2 separate regions of the Gossypium hirsutum genome follow, and region 1 is linked to region 2. A link is a contact called in public Hi-C data. All regions are on one chromosome and are shown on one strand. Each heading gives the region's core, a stretch centred on a gene start, on an enhancer-like site or on the middle of the called end of the contact. The rest is flanking DNA. Distances are from core to core; before and after follow the strand shown.

The links. A called contact is a pair of places that touch in the nucleus more often than the background predicts.
Region 1: a contact with region 2 is called in a Hi-C map of leaf, with 2.3 times the contacts expected there. The contact joins two enhancer-like sites. A contact is called at or near these places in 5 of 34 Hi-C or Micro-C datasets (all in leaf).

The regions. Positions count from the first base shown.
Region 1 is chrA10:92,210,051-92,213,669 of Gossypium_hirsutum_v2.1, reverse strand. No RefSeq gene overlaps it. Among protein-coding and RNA genes, the nearest start is that of LOC121208995, 18 kb to the left of the region's middle. Within about 2 kb of position 2,054, at least 3 of the 9 cell types and tissues checked have an H3K27ac peak or open chromatin away from gene starts, as enhancers often do. A contact at or near this core is called in leaf, where this site is marked.
Region 2 is chrA10:92,042,401-92,046,364 of Gossypium_hirsutum_v2.1, reverse strand. The region is part of intron 5 of LOC107896742 (ras-related protein RABC1); the gene reads right to left. Among protein-coding and RNA genes, the nearest start is that of LOC107896742, 13 kb to the right of the region's middle. Within about 2 kb of position 1,839, at least 2 of the 9 cell types and tissues checked have an H3K27ac peak or open chromatin away from gene starts, as enhancers often do. A contact at or near this core is called in leaf, where this site is marked.

The sequences.
Region 1 (3,619 bases), core at 805-3,304, 170 kb before region 2:
AAAAAGAAGTAAATTGCTCAAAACGAAAAAATATGGGGACCAATTATATAAATTAATCTAAATTTTTTGTTTGAAATGATGATTTAACGTGGCACGTTAGCTTATCGTTACACCGTTAACGATAATTAACAGTGACTAAAATGTTACAACACATTAATATAAGTGACTAAAATGTAACATTTTATAATAAGTGACTAAAATGTAACATGAGAGAATTAAAAGTGACTATTTTGATAGTTTACTTGTATAAAAATTCTTCTAAAAAATTTCTAGTGAAATTTTTGGTCAAAAGTTAAAAAAAAAACGATAGCCGGATTTTCTTTTAATTTTTGTATTTTTTTCGATATATATTACTTACCGAAAATTAAGTTTTTTTTAGAGTTAAAAATGTTATGAATTTTTGTATTCTTTATAAATTTAAAATTTAGCCTTTATATTTTTTATTTTTAGGATTTTAGTCCTTATTTTTTAGATTTCGAAATTGAAGACTAATTATTAACATTGGTAAAATTATTTTGTTAAATTTAAGGTCATTACAATGCTATTTTTTAATTATATGATTATTAAGTGATTTTTTTCTTTTAAAATATCACATTAAAAAATTTTAAAAAATTAATAATATTAATAATTAAACATAAATTTAAAAATTTAAAAAATAAAATATTAAATTCTTAAAAATAAAAATAAAAAATTAAATTTCGAATTTGTGATGATTATGGGCATATTTTAACCTTTTGTTAGTGTTCGTGTTCTCTCTGTTTTGGCTGCTTCTGATGAGTTGGAATTGCATTGGGAGGGAAAAGCGAACTGTATGGGTGAGAAACTTTTAGTCAAATTATGCTATTAGACCTCATACTTTGAGTAAGTTATGGATTTAGTACTTACATTTTAATTTGGTCATTTTCAATCCTAACCAAATGATAACTATTAAATTCATTAATTAAGATAAGTTATTTTTAAAATTTAATGTGCCAAACATATTATCACAGGTGTAATGCTATATATGTTTGTTTATTTCACATATTACTAAAAACCCCAGTTAATAGATTTAATGACTCTCATTTGTATTAATAGTGAAATTTTGAAATTAAAAATTATAGCCAGATACAATTAGTGAACATGGACTAAATATATACTTTATGCATAATAAAGGACTAATAACATAATTTAACCAAACAAATTTAATTGCTACCATTAAGTTAGGACTAAAATTTCAAATTTGAGAAAATATAGAAACTAAAATTAATCAAATTAAGGTATAGGTACTAAATCCATAATTTATACAAATACAGGGCCTAATAGTCAAAACTTTTTGTTTGGTTTCCCAAAGAAGTTGGCCAAAAAACACATCCCATTGAGTCTTTGTTTCTTCTAATAATCTTTAGTTTTTAGTATTCCTTGGACAGGGTTGCGTGTCTTTTCTGCGACTTAAAAACAATAAAACTTAAGATGAAAAACTTAAAACTCTGCTTCATAAAAATTTAGGGTGAATTTGATCAAAAGGGAAAAAACCGATGGTGATGAATTTTTATTTTTGTTTATATATTTTGAGAATCGTTTAGATTTGTATATATTTTGATATTTACTTTTGAAATTTTAAAATAATAATATATTTTATTTTTTTTAATTTTTTAAAGTTTTATATATATTTAAAAAAATTATGATAATAGGAGTAATTTCTGTCCAATCTCATAACCCTATTATAGGGAAAAAAAAGCACTAAAATAGTAGATGAAAAAGAATAAGTAGAAAAGAACATAAATATTAGGTTGGGGGAAGTATCAAATTTATAGACCAAATGAGTAATTAAGTTTAAAAATTATTTTGCAATTTGACTGGATGAATAGTGTATTTAACTAAGTTTCGTTTACCTTGTCCAAAATGTCTAAAATTATAAATACAAAATAAAGTTTTCAAATTACGTGTATCAATTAGCAACTTAAAAAGTATGTTTATTATTTTAAAGAAATAATGATATTGACCAGCAGATTCTAATATTATACAGGGTGATTAAAATATCTAAAGCAGTGGGAAATTGAACAGTTGAAATGGCAGACAAGATAGTGTTCAAAGTCCGATATATATAGAGAATTTCTTGTTTTCTTTTTTCTGGATAGGATATAACTTCTTGGGTTTTTTTAATCTATGCTCTCTATATATAAAATAAAGAAGGCATAAGCCATTCCTTACCAAACACGTATCAATAAAATGTTTTTGTTTTTACAAAATATAGTAATGATTAAATTTTAGTTTCTTTCCTTATATTACATTTAAATTTTATATTTAATTTATATTTTTTAATTTTTAGCGTAATTTAAAATTATAATTTTAGAATATCATTAGTTAATATAAATATTTATTTATTAATATAATATTAATGTGAATTTTTAAAATTACAAACAATATTAAAATTCTTTTTTAAATTTATATAGAAGGTAAAATAAGGCTTAAAGGCCGTTTCTTTTTAAATTAGGGTTTTGAGCCTATTTTAAATTTAATTATGGATATAAGCTAGTTTTGCTGTTCAGCTAACAGTCAAATCCCAACGATTTTTTGAATGTTGCCACAAATGGTAAAAATAAAAAATAAAACCTCTAACGATAACCTTTTTTTACCTTATAAATATCCCTTAAATTTCATTTTTTTATTCACATTCTTCTCTCAACTCTCTCAATTCTTTCAAATCCTCTAAAGTATCTTGTTTCTAATTGTCGAAACCATTTTTAAATTATTTTTAAATCGAGTTTTGGAAAATGGGAATTGACTTTAAGAAAAACGAAAATGGGAGTCGCCACGAATTTTTTTAGGTGTGATTAGATCACCTTATAAAATGTTTTGTTTTAAAACATTAATTTTGGTCTACGAAAGTCGAGAAAACAGATTCAGGAGTCGGTTACGTACGAGGAAGGGTTAGCACCCTCGTAACGCCCAAAAATTGGTACCTAATTGATTATCAAGTGTCTTTAATGTCAGAAATTTGAAAGTTTTAAGATGCAAACCTCTTTTAATTAGAATGTCTCAATTTTGAAAACTAAGGCTCACTTATTTCAAACGAGTCAAAACATCACATCCAGTAAGTTAGGACGCAACATTTTAAAACCTTCAAAACTAAACTCGTCTTTCGAAAATTTCTATCTCGAAACAACAAAACGCCATATCCAGTAAGTTAGGACACTATGTTTTGAAATCTCGAAATAATTGTTTAAGTTTTGAAAACTCAAAATCACTTAGAAGGGTGCTTGACTATTCGAATTCAACGAGAAAAGTCGCAACCCAGTAAGTTAGGGCACTACCTTTCTCGAAGTTTCCAAACATCAAGCATTGCCTTTTATTTTTTTAAAAAACCTTGATATATTATTTTAAATGACGTTTTAAGATGACATATTAATGCATCATGAAGCATAGATGTACAAAATATTCTAACATTTTCATACAAACATAAATAATATCATTAAGACAAAACTAAATAACATGAACATACGCTTAATAAAAAAATCATACTAGGGTAAATATAAGATAATAAAAAAATAAAAACATGAGTAAGCTAAAAGAAAAACATAATACATTTAAAAATTATACAACAATATATATCATAAAATAGCACATAAAAGAAATAATT
Region 2 (3,964 bases), core at 590-3,089:
GGCCATGTATTACATTTAATTAAGTTTATGTTCTTACTCTCATTGGATCTATAACTAGTTTTTTGTTTTTTTTTAATTAATTAATTTCTAGAAAAAAAATGGTGGAAGCAGTGAGCAAAGAAAGAAGAAAATGGAAGCAAGGGTGGCATGGAGGGGAAGATGATGAACAGTAGGGGGTTGAAAAAATGGTCAAAAATGATGATACAGCATGCACAGTAAGCTACCATTAGGTATTTAATGTTTGAGTGAATAAAATAAAAATGTTCTTCAACGACAGTGACTAAATTGCAAGTATTTTTATTTGGGTGACCAAAATGAAAGCACCTAAAAAGTTGGGTGACCAACTAGCCAGTTTACCCTATTTTTTAACCATGGAAGTGAAAACAGATGTCATCCAGCTACTTTCAGAAACCAAATAAAACCTCTATAATAGATGCATTGCGATAATCATTGCCGCTCATGAATTTAAAATAGCATGTATAACTCAAGACAACTCAAAACCCAGCAACAATACTGTATGTATAACAGTACCAATATTTCATGTAGTTTCTGTGCCCATACACGATGCCCTATCCTTGTAATCACATGGTGAGGCTTGTTTCCTTAAAATTTTATTTCAAATTATAGTAATGAAAATTTGAACTCTTATGCAACCAAGCAAAAGCAGCCACATGCAAATGAAAGAAGTCTCAATGCATTCTTTCACAACTAACCATGAAGTTTTTTCTTGCCCACAAACAAAATAAAATAATACAGCACAATCAAATCATGCCCTTTCAAACTTGATTGCAGCATACACCCATCCTAGCATATTAAACTTGTCTAACTATAACTTGAAAAATGTTCCACAAGTTGATCCCTGGTAGTAATAATAGTGGAAAAGATGTTGATGTTCAATGCAAGTTTATCAGCAAATTTTCCATAATTTCTGAACCCGGCCTCGGTGTCCTAATGCCCAACCACTCTCCAAGTTTTATACTCATTTGCTTAACAAAGAGCGCAAAATCCATTTTCATTCAACCTTTCAAATCCTATACATTCCCAAGGTTTAAAACTATAAAAACAATCAATTCCAAAATGTCAAAACAAAACATAAAGCAATAGCCATCTTTGGACTAGTTTTTCTGGCAAAGGAATGCTCTTGAAGAAGCTGAAAACAACCAAACAAGCAGCCTAGCTAAATCCTGATCGTGTTCTTCAGGTATTCATAATACATGGGTATGCTGATTCTTGTTAGAAGGTCCCAATCCCAATGAACAAACCAAGTTGTTATGCAAAGAATCAAAGAAAGGAAAAAGATTAAAGAGAGATGTATAAAAGACCTAACATCCTAACAACCCAATCAGAAACAAGAAAGGCCCCTACCAACAAAAGAAAGAACAAACAACACCCTAGGACTGAACCGAGAGACAACCAAATTCAAAGCCCCAAAACCTAACTAAATCGAACAAAGAAAGGCAACAAGCTGCAGCGATCATATCCAAAAACTGGAACACATAAAACAAAAAAAGCCACAAATATATCCAATGTCGAACACCCGATAGCCCAAAATCGACCATCAAAACATAAAATTACCAGGCATAAGATGTTTGATTACTTTTCAAACAACATTAGGAAGAAATACTAAAGGTGGAACAATGAAAAGGGCGAGTTGGAAAAAGGAGGAGGTTCCAAGGGAGTTTAGGAAGAAATACCCTAAAGCCTCAGCAACGGGTTCATTGACAGTGAAGGGACTCAAGGCATTGCAAACTTGCGCTAAGAGAGAGGAACAGTTATGCTTTGACTAGTAAGGATGAAATTGCGAGTGAATTAGGTTTGATGTGGGGTTAGATTATACTGGTATGGATTCACATCATTAAAGAGAAAAGAATGGATAAAATGGTCCTATATGTCACTATAGACTGATGGGGGTATGAGATACCCCCAATAGGACTGAACAATGTCACTACAGGTAATGGAATTATGGAACATTCCCAAATGTCAAATATGTGCTCGAAGCACTGTTACCTCAAAACGAAAACTCAGATTCCGAGCAGTAATATTAGACTATGCAGAACAATGGCTTCTCAATGTATGCCTATTCGCAAAGTGTAAAAGCACAAACAATTCCCACCCCTCATGATACGAGTCACAAAAGCCCAAATTCTTGAAGGCGAGGCCCAATAAGAAGATTCCAAGCCCAATCAAGAAATCCACCCATACTTAGTTGAAAATCAGGCCAAATTGTTAAAGTGGCCCAAGTTGTAAAGTTTTATTTTTATTTATTTATTTATTTATTTTATTTAGTTTAAATTTTTATATTCAGTCCAAGAGTCCCAAATAAAAGACCCTTGGCCGAATTTCCATATTAAAATAATTAGGAGTTTTTTTTAGTTTTAGTTTTAGTGTTCTAATTAAATTAGGAAAACATTTGAAAGGCCTATTTATATGGCTTGGCCAGCCACCCTACATGACATTACAATTACATTGAAAATTTCAGATTTGATTTGAGTGAAAATTCTCTTTGAGTTCTTCAAGGATTTTCTCTTGAGTTTTCTTTAGAAGTTGTTTTAACAATCTTTTTGATTGTGGGAGCCATCTTCAACCTTCTTCTTGCCATTGATATTCTTTGGAGGGGAGATTAGAGCCGTTTGAAGGGAGTTGTGAGATCTTTCGAGATTTCAAGGCTTCTTAGGACTTATCTTTTAATTTCTTACTGTCAATTCTTTCTTTATTTCTACTTGTGCTGAATCATTATCTAATCTATTTTCTGTTCTTATTGTGTTTTCAGCCTTTTTCTATCTTAAGGAATCAGCCCAAAAATCCCCAATTTCTAGGGTTTTTCCATACTCTTTTTGGGTGAAATTAGATTGTCGAAATTTGGGGAAAACTATCTTGGTGTTCAATTGGGCAGAATCACAATCTCCTTGAGGGTTTCAAGAACCCTAACACTTATTTCTATTCTCAATTTGATTCTTTGCTGATTTGGGGATTTTATTTCAGATCTGAAAATTCAAAAATCTAATCTTTTAATTTTCTGTTTCGTTTCAGATCTAATTGTTTAGGGTTTTCGTAGGAGTTTCTCGTGACTTGGCAACTCGATCTTGGTCCGCGCGCAACCCCGTATCATTTGGTATCAGATTTTGGGCGTTTTGGGTGTTCTTGGTTGATTTCTAAACTGATCTCTATTTTTTAAAGCATAAACGGCAGTTTTACCCAGAAAAATTGTTTAAAAAAATTCATTTGAGTGGGTAAACGTTGTCCGATTGATCTGAAATTTTACATACATATTTTTGGCACTGTGATTGAATATAAAAAATTTATTCCCGCAAAAAAATCAGTCAGAAAAGTCAAAAAAATAAAAAAATACGAAATTCAATAAAAATTTAAAAAAATATTTAGCGGGTTGAATTTGGTGCCCAAAATTTCCAGATCAAAAATTCAATATATAAGGACACTCCAGATTTAATTTCGTGATTTTTGGAGATCGGTAACACCTCGAACGAAGTTGTCAAGTTACTCCGCAGTTTTTCGGGTTTTCTGTTTTCAGCAATTTTTATTGATTCTTAGCTGTAGGTTTTCATTTGTTTCCCTTTATTCTTCCTTTACGTTATCTAACACCTTCTTGTTTCTTGTGTTAGTAGGATTTAAACGTGTGCACAACTTCTTCCTCGGTGCAACACGAATCAATTGGTGTCTCGTCAGTTTTTGGCATCCTAGTGCAAATTAGGATTCTTTGGTAGTTTGGTTCACACTCTCTAATTGGTTGATATAAACTCTGATAAAGAACTCACAAGATTGAATTCGACCTCATTGAGAATTTGATTTTTTCTTTTTGAGTGATTAACGGTGAGGTTTGATAACTTTTATTTTTGAGTGTTGAGTGTTTTGCAGGTTTTAAAAAAAATGTCTACAGGTGATAATACTAGTGACATATTTAAAAAATTCCAACAACAGTTGGACGAACAGGCTGCTGCACTTCGAG